Linked DNA regions of Danio rerio: region 1 is linked to region 2. Evidence: chromatin contacts called from public HiCAR-type data. All regions are on one chromosome and are shown on one strand. Each heading gives the region's core, a stretch centred on a gene start, on an enhancer-like site or on the middle of the called end of the contact. The rest is flanking DNA. Distances are from core to core; before and after follow the strand shown.

Region 1 (6,777 bases), core at 2,028-4,527, 220 kb before region 2:
AGAATTGTGTGGATTCCACTAATTTTAAATAAGCAGTTAGAACAAGCAGCAAAAATCATTTTTGGAGTGTTTGTTTTATTAGTACATTCTTTTCATGCATTTGTACCCTTGTTTTTACATGATAAAACATACAGAGCATGCTAAACTCACTGCATACATGTACTGCATTTTATATGTACAAGACCTTTAAGAATGACAATTCAATTTGCACGTTGCTGCTGAATATTAAAAAAAACTATGCAGTTGTTGAACAAAAAAAAAAATATATATATAATGTCACATGTACAGAACAGTAAAAATGTGTGGAAGAGGAGTGTAGAATACTAAAAACAAGTGAAAGTGAGTGAAAGTATTACATGCACAAAATGGAAAAGGATTGTACAGACCTCTCATGTCTGCTTGTCCAGTTCGGCTCGAACCGGAGTTCTGACGTGGCATTCTCAAAGAAGTGCGCAGTGGAGCCTGTCTCTGCTCATCCAGATACGCAAGGTCCTCCAGGTGAGCCGAACTGGTGGCTGAAAAACAGAAACAATACTTACTGTTATCTTATATATATCATGTTGATGCTAAATATCATATGTTATTTCAAAACATAAAATGTTAAAATTTTACAACATTTCTATACAGGCAGTTGAGGGCAAAATTAGCTCTCCTGTGAAACTTTTTTTTTTGTTCAAATATTTTTAAGTTATATTTAATGGAGCAAAGACATTTTAACAGTATTTCCAATAATATTTTATCTTTTGGAGAAAATATTATTTGTTTTATTTCTACTAGAATAAAAGCCGTTTTCATATTTTTTCAGTACCATTTCAAGGTCAATATTATTTACCCCCCTCAAGTATTGTTTTCTCAATTTGGCACAAAACAAACTATAGTTAGACAATGATTTACCTAATAAAAATTCACTTTAAGCTGAACACTACTGTCTTAAAAAATGCCTAGTAAAATATTATGTACTGTCATCATTGAAAAAAATACAAATAAAATAAATCAGTTATTAGAAATCCGTCATTAAAACTATTATATTTAGAAATGTGTTGAAAGACATCTCTCTGTAAAACAGAAGTTGGGGAGAAAATATAAAAGAATTAAAATTAACAGTAAGGCTAATAATTCTGACTTCAACTGTATTGGTGCTTGAGCAATTTTATATGCATAAACAATCATGCTAATTAAGTACTTTAAAAGTGAACGCTAAAATAAATATTGGATCACACTTTTATCCACAAAAGAGGGAAGACTATAACAAACTCAACAAAGGGAGAAAACCGAATAATAACTTGGAAAAACAGCAACCATTTGTTATACTGTACTTCTTCATTTCAGCAGCTAAGTAAACACAGAGATGTTATTAAAGAGAAGCACAATATTCTGTTGTCATCTGAAGGATCTTACTGTTCCAGCTGAGTTTACAGTACCTGCACATCATTCAAAATCATCATGAGAGATCAGATTTCCTATCATTGTGTTAACCTTAAACAAACATTTACCACGGTAAAAAAAAAAACAAAAAAAAAAAACAGATTGAATTACCCTGATTTTGAAAGTAACAAACAATAACTGCATGTGATATTTACTTTTAATTAAAGCTACTAACGAGTGTAGTGATGTTTTTACAGTACTATAATAACATGGCTATATATGTAATTATTAATGAGATTAAAAGAGTTTAAGAACTAGTGTTTGTTTGTTTAGCCTATGGTTATTAGCTAGCATGAATATCTGCGCATGAATTCAGAGCCTTTTTTCCTTTGCTAATGAGGAGGAAAGTTCACGGTGGCTTGATGCACAAGATTATTAAGAACACAGTGGGTGGCCGCTGAATTTATCATGCCTCAAAGCAGCAGGAGAGAGCGATTGAAAGTATTTAACAGCGGCTAACATTGTTAGCACAGATGCTAAGGACGACTGGCCACTAACAATGTAAGGTGCAGAGCGCCACATACTAAGGAAAGCCTTTTGTTTTTCTCTGATGTGGTTTAATTGAAGACAGATTTCAGAAACAGAGCCTTGGCCTCATGGTACATGTGTGTACAAATGACAACTTCCTGTTGGTGTACATGTGCAGAACAACAGTTCAGTAATACAACCCTCCCCCAAAGTGAAACTCTGGAAAACATTAGGAGACCACTTCAAAGCTATTACTGCTTCTCTGGATTTGACATCATTAGTTTTGTGTTTGACAAAAATATTGAGTTGTGTTTTATTTTGAACACGTCTTCAAAATTTAAAAGTATCTTTTATATCTTTATTTGCAAAACATGATCAATATAGAACACAAAATCCATATACCTTAAACGTTATAAAATCATATGCATTTATACATATTTTACACTCAAACATTACTGTAGGTTTAAATTATATTATATTATATTATATTGTTTTATATTATATTATATTATATTATATTATATTATATTATATTATATTATATTATATTATATTATATTATATTATATTATAATAGTTTTAAACAAGACAACAATGCAAAAACTGCATAATAAAAGTTTGTTTTAGGCACATTTTTGTCTTAAAACTTAATTTAAAGACTTTTGACTTTTGACTGTCTTCACCTACTTAATCATACATTCAGCTTCAGTGTCCATTACATAATTCAAAAAGTAAAATTTTCCTCTTTTTTTGTGTTTACCAAGTTAAATAAACATTTAAATGAAATATCAGTTATAAAAAATACATTTTGTGTCTGTTTTATAACTCTGTTATAAAAGGCATGACATTCTTTATTGCACTGACAGGAAAAGCATGCAACTTGCATCAAGTGAAGTCACTTCCCTTGGTGGGAAACTCTGGAAGGTATTGAGGTGTGTAATTTACTCTTCCCTCTATAATTTGTACAAAAAAATGTAGGAAACACCAATAGTGGATTAATTAATGTCACTCTGTTATATTTCAGTGAATTTCTCATTTACTTTTTAAAAACATGAATATGACGAAAACTCTTACAATTGTGTTTTAGAAATACTATTTGGTTTGATATTAACAAAGCACAAAAAGGTCGAAAATATCAAATGTTATCGCCAACTAACTGTTTAAAAGGTTTAACAATGTTTTTTTTATCATATTTAAGCATTATTTTACATTACTAATGCATTCGGTAGCCATAGTTTTTGTTAATGTACAATTGTTAAATTGCTGTAAATTATTTCATATATCTCTTCAATTGTTAACACCAGCAGTTCTCCTGCTGCACCATGTTCATCTGCACTGCAGACTGTCTGGCTGGCATGATGGTGTTGCTAGATTTATAGCTGCTTGAACTGCGTCACAATGACTTTGGCTGCTATCACTGAACTGGTGTTTTACAGCTCCTCCATGGCACTAGGCCAGAAATCATGTCTGTATTTTACACCAAATGCTCGAGCATGTGCATATCCAACGCAGATTACACATGAAAATCATCAAATCTGTTTGTGTCAAACTAATACAATTTAACAAACGAGCAATGATTAACTATTTGGGACACACATATGATCACAATTAATTCAGATTCATGGAGGGAATTTATTTGGAAAAATGCAATCAGGTTCTTTATGACTTGAGATCAAAAAATGGTAAATGCTGGAGAAAATGCGTAAATTACTGGCTGATCATTTCCACATATTTTGGGATTGTAATATACACACATGATTTGTATAAAGAGATACATGCAATAATGGGATTTCATCTGGAATGTAATTGTAAAACTATACATTACTAACAACTAGCAAAAAGGCCATTACAAAGAAATGGCTTAAGGAGAGTCCTCCATCTGTAGGTGAATGGCATGATATTGTAAAAAAGGTGAATGATATGAAAGACAACAAGCCTGCATACTGGGGTAAATGGTTGAAAAGAAGAGCAATGTTTTAATTATATTGTGGTAGTTATTCACATAAACATACATACAAATATATACACACACACACACACAAATATATATATATATATATATATATATATATATATATATATATATATATATATATATATATATATATATATATATATATATATATATATATATATATATCCTATTTATTTTAATTTACTTTTTAACTAATTCCTAGGTCAGAATAATGTATTTATAGTCAGTAAAAGTGTATTCAGAGGATCAAACAAGATCGAATTTTTATTTTATATTATTATTTATATATATATATTTATTTATTTATTTATTAGTGCTATTACTTATTTCTTTTTAACTATTTCCTATAGAGGTCAGTATATTGTATTTTAAGTCAGTATAAATGTGTGTTCAGAGGATCAAATGGAATCCATTTGTTTTTTTATTATTTATATACATTTATTCATTTTTCTTATTTATTTATTACTGCTATTACTTATTTCTTTTTAACAATTTCCTATAGGGGTCAGTGTATTGTATTTATAGTCAGTATAGATGTGTGTTCAGAGGATTAAATGGAATTAAATTTTTATTTTATATTATTTTTTATATACATTTATTAATTTTTCTTATTTATTTCTTTATTTCTTTATTTTTTGCTTATTTGTTTATTAATGCTATTACTTATATCTTTTTAAATATTTCCTATAGAGGTCGGTATATTGTATTTTTAGTCAGTAAGTGTATGTGTGTATTGTTTGTCTGTTCATATTATTTTGCTTAGCTCTAATACTATTCACTCTGTACGTTTTATTCTATTTTTCTCCCTTTGTCGATCTGTATTGCTTAATTTACAAAAAAAGGGGATCAAATTAAGTTGCCATAATTGTTTGTCATACTGAAACTCAACATAAGAAGAAACCTGATTTGCAGAGAATAGAACATAAAAAATTTGGTAGTGGGTTTGATTACTTTGCTAGAAACTACAAAGAAAACCCAAGCAACATAATGAAAACCACCACCCACGTGCGTCTCTGCATTGCGTTTTATGTAGATATGTGCAAGTGAACAGAGGAGAACCTGTCTAGACATGCTGAAGTCTGTCTGTCTGCAAGAATAATCAAAAGTGTGCTGAAGTCAGAGATCACACAGGTGATGAAAGATGAACTCGTAGAGAGACTTACAGATGAGCAGAGAAAGAAATGAAAAGTGTGAAGACTGAAAGAGATGAACAGCGTGAGATGTGAGCATGCATGAGTAAGAAAGAAAACCAGATGGAGGGAAGGAGGGAGAGAGAGAGATGTGTAGATGGATGAACAAATAGATCAACTTGTGTGTGTGTGTGTGTGTGTGTTCTTGAACAAAGTATTCACAACACATCACATTATTCTATAATAATAATCTAAAATGAAAATAATCAATAATTATAATAATTTATTGAACAAAAACTCTAAACAATTTATTAATATACTTATTAACAATTATTGTTATTTTTATTATTATGATTATTGGTATTAACATTATTATTTTAATTATTTAGATTTATTTATATAAATGTAATTATTTAATTATTGTTTTAATTATTATTGCAATAAACAATATTATAGCTTATTATTGTTATTATTATTATTATTATTATTATTATTATTATTATCATTATTATCATTTATTATAAATAAGTAACATTGTTTTCCTACCTGTCACGTCACATTTATCTATAATAAAAATAATAATAATAATAAAATAACTTTAAATAAAATGCATTATTGTTATTAATAATAATAATATTATAACATTACTATAACATAATTATAATAAATACAAATACAAATAATTATTAAGTATTTAACAAAATTTAAAAAATATATTAATTCAAGTATTACCAACACAATTATCATCATCATCATCATCATCATCATCATCATCATCAGTATTATTCTTATATTAATATTATAGTAACAATATAAAGCAATAACAATATTATTATAGCTTAGTATTACTTATTATAAATAAGTAACATTGCTTTAATACCCGTCACATCACATTTATCTATAATAATAATAATAATAATAATAATAATAATAATAAATAATAATAATAACAATAATAATATAAAATTAGAATCATAATAAATAAATAATATGCTTATTTAACAAAATTATAAAAAATATTAATAAAATTATTAACACAGTTATCATCAACATCATTATTATTGCTATTATTATCATCATTATTATTGTTATTTTAATATTAACATTCCAATAACAATATTAAGCAATAACAATATAATTATAGCTTATTATTACTTATTATAAATAAGTATTATTGTTTTCCTACCTGTAACATCACATTTATCTATAATAATAATAATAGTAATAATAATAATAATAATACAATTAGAATTACAATAAATAAATAAATAATTATAACAAGTTTATTTAACAAATACAAACAAATTGTTAGTTTAAATATCATTAACACAATAATTATATTCAACATAATTATCATTTTTATTAATATTATCATTTTATTATTATTATTGCACTATCAATATTATTAACAATAAAAAAGGTTTTGTTATAGAATAGAATGCCTTTTTTTGTCACTGTACACATATACAGTGTATTTGTTACAATTAAATATATTAATTAATTTTATTTATATATTAAATATATTATTATGTATAATAAATAAGTAACATTTTGTTTTGTAAGCTATAAAGCAAACAAACTGCCTAATAAAACTATTAAACCCGTCTTTTTCAATTAGATTTTATTGATAATTTTTTGTCAGTTTACTTATATTATTTCTTTCAGAATGCACATACGCACATGCACACGTACAAGCATACGCACAGAAACTAAAGTATAGGGTGCTCAGCTACTGCACTTAACACTATTTTCCCACATGTGAATCCAAACCCAGCAGCA
Region 2 (6,511 bases), core at 3,048-5,547:
AATAAATACAGACAGAGAGAGAGAGAGAGAGAGAGAGAGAGAGAGAGAGAGAGAGAGAGAGAGAGAGAGAGAGAGAGAGAGAGAGAGAGAGAGAGAGAGAGAGAGAGAGTAAGAGAAATATTTGCAATTTAAAAAAATGCTAGATTAATTTAGACAAATGCTGGGTCAAATAAGGACAAACAGCTCACTGTCTTTTTAATATTTGTATCCAATATCCATATTTCACAAAAACTAAAAAAGTACTTCAAATTTACAATTTGGCAAGCTCTAATTTGCCAGGTTCATCTTACACTATATACATTTGAAGCAGTTTTTAGCATAAGAACCTACTAAAACTACTAATAGCTTACATCATGACTGGATATTCATAAGCTGAACTGTCAAAAAGAACAAACAAACAACATACAAGAGTCATTAAAATATCAAGTTTATCCCATGTCATTTTTGGGGGCGGGGGTTGGGGGGGGGGGGGGGGGTGAACTGGATTGAACAAAAATCACAAATTGTTTTTTCAAATGTTGAGGTTTGAATGAATATTTTTTTTTTGTCTCATTAGGCTGCATTAATCAAAATTACATTAAAAACATTAAACCAAACAATATTTAACTCAAAGTTGGTTTAAAACTACCAAGCATTTTTTTCTAGCTCACTATAGGACAAAAATAATAATACAAAACATACAACATACAAAAATACTGTGCAATTTTACTAACATAATATAATATAATATAATATAATATAATATAATATAATATAATATAATATAATATAATATAATATAATATAATATAATATAATATAATATAATATAATATAACATTCATTTTCTTTTACTTTCACTTTCCAGAATAAACCGCATAACGTAATGTAATGTAATATAATATAATATAATATAATATAATATAATATAATATAATACAATACAATACAATACAATACAATACAATACAATACAATACAATACAATATAATATAATATAATATAATATAATATAATATAATATAATATAATATAATATAATATAATACAATACAATACAATATAATATAATATAATATAATATAATATAATATAATATGTAAACAGAATGAAGCAAATGTTTTGGCTTTATCCAACAGTTCACATAATGCAAATGTGTGTAGATGTTTGCATTTTTAATTTTTATTAAAAATATTAATGTTAAATTATCCCTTCAGGAGTTTGCATGGAAATTCTTTTTATATTTGAGCCCTAAAATTACTGTTTTTTTGTGACAGCATTTCCTTTTTTGAATCTCAAGGAAGAACCAATTCTCACAAAAAGACTCACAAAACCCTATAAATAAAAAAAACAAGACTATATTGTATACACTACTGGTCACAAGTTTGGGGTCAGTAGGATTTTTAATGCTTTAAAATAAGCTTCTCCTGCTCACCAAGGCTGCATTTATTTAATCAAAAATAGAGTACAAATTGTCAAATTGTGAAATGTTATTGCACTATAAAATAAGTGTTCAAAAGTAGTTTATCATTTAACTTAATCACTTATTCCAGTGATTTTAAGATGAATGTTTAGCTTCATTAATCCAGTCTCAGAATTTCATGGTGCGTCAAAAATCACTCTAATATTATTTATAATTATTATTAATATTATTATTATTAATATTAATGACATAAAAGCAATATTGAGTAATAATTTTATTTGAAACTACATACAATAAGAAAGCAGCTATTTAAAATGATAATAAATATTTAACAATTCAAACATTTTTTTTTACATTTAATAAATGCCGCCTTGAACAGATTAACTTCTTTAAAAAAATAAATAAACTGATGCCAAACATTTGACCAGTAGTATATATATATTTATATATATATATAAAATGCAAAAGGTGCAACTCACCTGTGAAGGTGTGATGTTAGTGCCATGACCCGGTCCATCATCCTCAAACAGCACTCTCTGTGAAGACCTTATGAAGGCATTTTTGGAAAGGCAGAGGCCATTAGGAAAGGTTTTTGCATGGTGCTTTTCTCATGGCAACAAGGCGGCTAAGATACCAGTTGCTAAGGACCAAATGAGAGACGAGCCCCCCCAAAGAGATTCTGTGCCAAAAAGAAGGAAATCTCTGTGCGGCAGTGCGGTAAAATGCCTCCACTGGGTTACAATGGTGAACACATGCAGTCGCTGAAGGAGAAAAAGGGGCCACATGTGTCTGTTGAGGGTGGCAGATTGTCAGACTGTTGTAGAGGAGAAGCCTGAAAACTGATCCAGTCTGGATTAACACACAGCATTCAGTCTCTGGCAGTCTCAGTGTGACAAATGGCACAGTTTTGCCCCTAACTGACTTAATTAATTTTGAATTAGTGACAAATGGGGAACAGAGCAGATGGAAGAAAAAACCTTTTCATTTATAATCGATATGCTTTAAGAAGATGTAAAAGAATTCTTTATAGCGGTTCAGTGATAAAATAATAATAAACTGTTTGAAACTATCAATAGAAATATTTGAAAAAACACGTTCACCATTCTATTAATAATTACATTTTATTGTATTGTATTTGTTGTATAAAAATAATAAAAAGGTGTTAGTGTTAGAAGATCAATGCAATATATATATATATATATATATATATATATATATATATATATATATATATATATATATATATATATATATATATATATATTTTTTTTTTTTTTTTTTTTTTTTTTTTTATACACTCACCGGACACTTTATTAGGTACACCTGTTCAACTGCTTGTTAACGCAAATTTGTAATCATCCAGTGACATGTAGACATGGTCAAGACGATCTGCTGCAGTTCAAACAGAACATCAGAATGGGGAAGGAATGGGACTTAAGTGACTAAATGTGGCACGGTTGTTGGTGCCAGCTGGTCTGAGTATTTCAGAAACCACTAATCTACTGGGGTTTTCATGCACAATATCTCTAGGGTTTACAAAGACTGGTCCGAAAAATGGTCAGTTCTGTGGGCACAAATGCTTTGTTGATGCTAGAGGTCAGAGGAGAATGGCCTGACTGGTTCGAGCTGATAAAAAGGCAACAGTGACTCAAATAACCACTCGTTACAACTAAGATATGCAGAAGAGCATCTCTGAATGCACAAAACGTCCAACCTTGAGGCAGATGGGCTACAGCAGCAGAAGACCACACCAGGTGCCACTCCTGTAAGCTAAGAACAGAAAACTGAGGCTACAATTCACACAGGCTCGCCAAAATTGGACAAGAGAAGATTGGAATAAACGTTGCCAGGTCTGATGATTCTCAATTTCTGCTTTGACATTTTGATGGTAGGGTCAGAATTTGGCATCCACAACATAAAAGCATGGATCCGTCCAGCCATGTGTCAATGGTTCAGGTTGGTGGTGGTGTAATGGTGTGGGGGATATTTTCTTGGCACACTTTGGGCCCATTAGTACCAATTGAGTATTGTTGCTGACCATGTCCATCTCTTTATGACCACAGTGTACCCATCTTCTGATGGCTACTTCCAGCAGGATAACACACCATGTCATAAAGCATGAATAATCTCAGACTGGTTTCTTGAACATGACAATGAGGTTACTGTACTCAAATGGCCTCCACAGTTAGCAGATTTCAATCCAATAGAGCACCTTTGGGATGTGGTGGAACGGGAGATTCACATCATGGATGTGAAGCCAACAAATCTGCAGCAACTGCGTGATGTTATCATGTCAATTTGAACCAAAATCTCTGAGGAATTTTTTCCAGTACCTTATTGAATCTAAGCCACGAGGGATTAAGGCAGTTCTGAAGGCAAAAGGACCCTCTTTTGCCTTCAGAACTGCCTTAACTCAATACTAGTAATGTTTACCTAATTAAGTGGCCGGTAAGGGTATATACTTGCTTTGATCTTCTAACACTAAAATTATTTTGTTAAAAAAAAAAAAAAAAAAAAAAAAAAAAACTATCTGACATTCTGTCACTAACACACTCAATATAAATGAAGAAATTCTATATTAAATAAACTACTATTAATATTTAAAAAAAGATTCTTTGCTTTACTAGTTTAACTTATTTTTACGTCATAAAATATGTTTTTTTATTTTAAATAACCTTTTTTTAGCTCAAGGCATTGTAAACAATCTTTAAAATAAAATAAAATTGTATAAATAAAATAAAATGGCCACATTTGTAACGAAGTCATCTGAAATTATACAATGATTTGTAACTAATTCACGCAAACTACAATCTCGCATTCTGTTTGTGTATTTATTATTCAAACTAAGCATGAGCTCACTTAAAACAGAAAAAGATTTTTACTGACCTCTAGTGGCCATGAGGTGAAATCAAACCAGCAATTTTACGTCCTCACAGATGTTTTTCTACAACCCTTAGGTCTAGATTGATGCTACAATACATTATTGCATGACTTCATCACCCAGTTCCCCTGAATAAATCCAAATACTGTTCATTTTTCTTCTCAGCTATTGTGTTTTGGCCAAATACGACTGTTTGAAATCATAAACCGAGCAGCAAGAGGGCTCATTTCCAAACAAGGACATATTCAAACCGCTTGATGTTTTTATGGCCAACATCCCTCCACACTTTCAGTCAAACTGGATCGTTAAAATAAAGAGAGCGCAATCTACAGGCAACGAGTCCCCGGTGTTGTGTTTGTGTGACGGATAGAGGGATATTATTTTATATAAGGTGATTAAAAGAAAAAGTTAAACCCCCCCCCTCTCACTCTTTACCTCATTTTTTTGTTTTATTCCTGTTCTAGTTCTTATGAGTAAATGAAATGATTCATGTAGTTCACCACCACACCTGTAGAGGGCAGTGTGGCGCGTTAGTGGGTTACCTAGGAGACCGGCAGCTCGAGGTCATATTAAACTGCACTCGAGCAATGCTATAACGTGTCTGTCTCCTTATCATTCACAGGTATGGATAAACACTCATTTAAAGTGGTTTGTGTGAAATATTTATCATCTTTACTCTTAAGAAATGTTAAGAAACTATGTTAGAAGGTGTTAGTTCTATGCATTGATTCGTTTTTGGTTTAATTAGATCGTAAACATTATAGCCACTCGTGGTTAGCAAAAGCAGCCGAAGCTAATGATGAGTTAATGGTTAACTCAAATGATGTGAACGGAGCATGTAGTGATGTATGCATTCAGAAATATGCATTAGATCCTTTTCTAAGCACTTTAATGTTAAGTAATTGTTGTAATTGTTACATTTGTTATGAATGTCAGCCAGATTAGGTTAATATGGGGCATATTTTTATATTGATTCTCTTCTAAAATGTTTGTGAAAGCATAACGCTGTATAGTAGTGTATAGTAACACAATAGTAATAAGTGATAGTACAAGTTTAATGTTTTAATGCTGGATTTTTGGTTTTATAACATCATAATTGGCTTTCTCAATAACTTAGGGTTATTACATGAGTAAAAGTGACATTTATTTAATCCTAAATTGTCGGTATTTCTCATAAATATATTAACAAGTGTTAATATAAATGCTGATGTAATGTAAATTGGAAATGTTGTGAAGGAAAATGTTACATTGAATTAATTATAATGATTAGCATCATTTTTGCATTTATACCAGTAGTTATAGATAGAGTAAGAAATGTATTATTTTAATAATTCTTGTAATATTACTTGAGTATCTCAAAGTAAGACCAAGACTGTATTCTGAGGAGTGTATTCAAGTGTTTAAAGTATTTTTGTTCAATGTATTAATGCCTTTTGTTCACAAAGAAAATCTAGTTACATTGCATTGAGTGTGTATTGATATTGTGTATTGATATTGCATTGAGTAATATGATGTATTAATATCCATGACACATTTGAATTTTATATTATTGATATACGTTTGGTTTTATTCTGGAACACTGTGTACTATGTGTTAGCTTTAAAAGAAGTAATTATCTTTGATATATTAAACTGCACTCGAGCAATGCTATAACGTGTCTGTCTCCTTATCATTCACAGTTTTGTGCGTGATTTGGCTTGTGCCGGTCCAGATTCCCCTAGGTCTGAAGCCGGTAACAATTGGGGGCTCGTCCGGGATTCTGCATCGTCGAGTGGGGAGAGCTGTCACGATACGGGTAGAGGTTGGCGATCGAGCTTCAAGGAAGGCTGCTGTGCCCAGCGTCATCCAGAGTGTGAGCGTCACTGGTGAAAAATCGCGATGGCTACCGTAACCCCACGACGGATGTTGATTTTCCAGATTCACAAAAAGCTTCCTGTTCTGAGTACCAGTCAACTGCAGTTGGTTGCCAGGGCTATTGAAGATGGCAGTGAGAGTACAGAAGGCCTCAGTGAACCTGAGCTTTATGATTTCATCATCGACTACACCAGAAGTGAAAGGTTGAAAACAATGGAAGATGAAGGTATGGCTCAACTTCTCTCACTTCAGGAACTGTTACAGGAACTGACATCAATCGATTCTGGATCTGGTGAGGCCAATGTTCCTGCCGTTCCCATAGACAATGCACTTACCGATACACACAGACAAGTTTCTGCTTCAGCAGAGGACA

Evidence for each region. HiCAR-type assays count read pairs that join an accessible place to other places.
Region 1: a contact with region 2 is called in a HiCAR-type map of caudal fin, with 4 times the contacts expected there. The contact joins two enhancer-like sites. A contact is called at or near these places in 3 of 18 Hi-C or Micro-C datasets (caudal fin, hematopoietic stem cells and an unstated tissue) and 1 of 4 datasets of contacts at active chromatin or transcription factors (caudal fin).

Annotation. Positions count from the first base shown.
Region 1 is chr3:21,516,066-21,522,842 of GRCz12tu, reverse strand. tanc2a (tetratricopeptide repeat, ankyrin repeat and coiled-coil containing 2a) reads right to left here. Exons shown (of 27, transcript XM_073944348.1): 8 at 387-515. Among named protein-coding and RNA genes, the nearest start is that of cyb561, 56 kb to the left of the region's middle. Within about 2 kb of position 3,277, at least 3 of the 62 cell types and tissues checked have an H3K27ac peak or open chromatin away from gene starts, as enhancers often do. A contact at or near this core is called in caudal fin, where this site is marked.
Region 2 is chr3:21,293,392-21,299,902 of GRCz12tu, reverse strand. No RefSeq gene overlaps it. Among named protein-coding and RNA genes, the nearest start is that of tanc2a, 16 kb to the left of the region's middle. Within about 2 kb of position 4,297, at least 2 of the 62 cell types and tissues checked have an H3K27ac peak or open chromatin away from gene starts, as enhancers often do. A contact at or near this core is called in caudal fin, where this site is marked.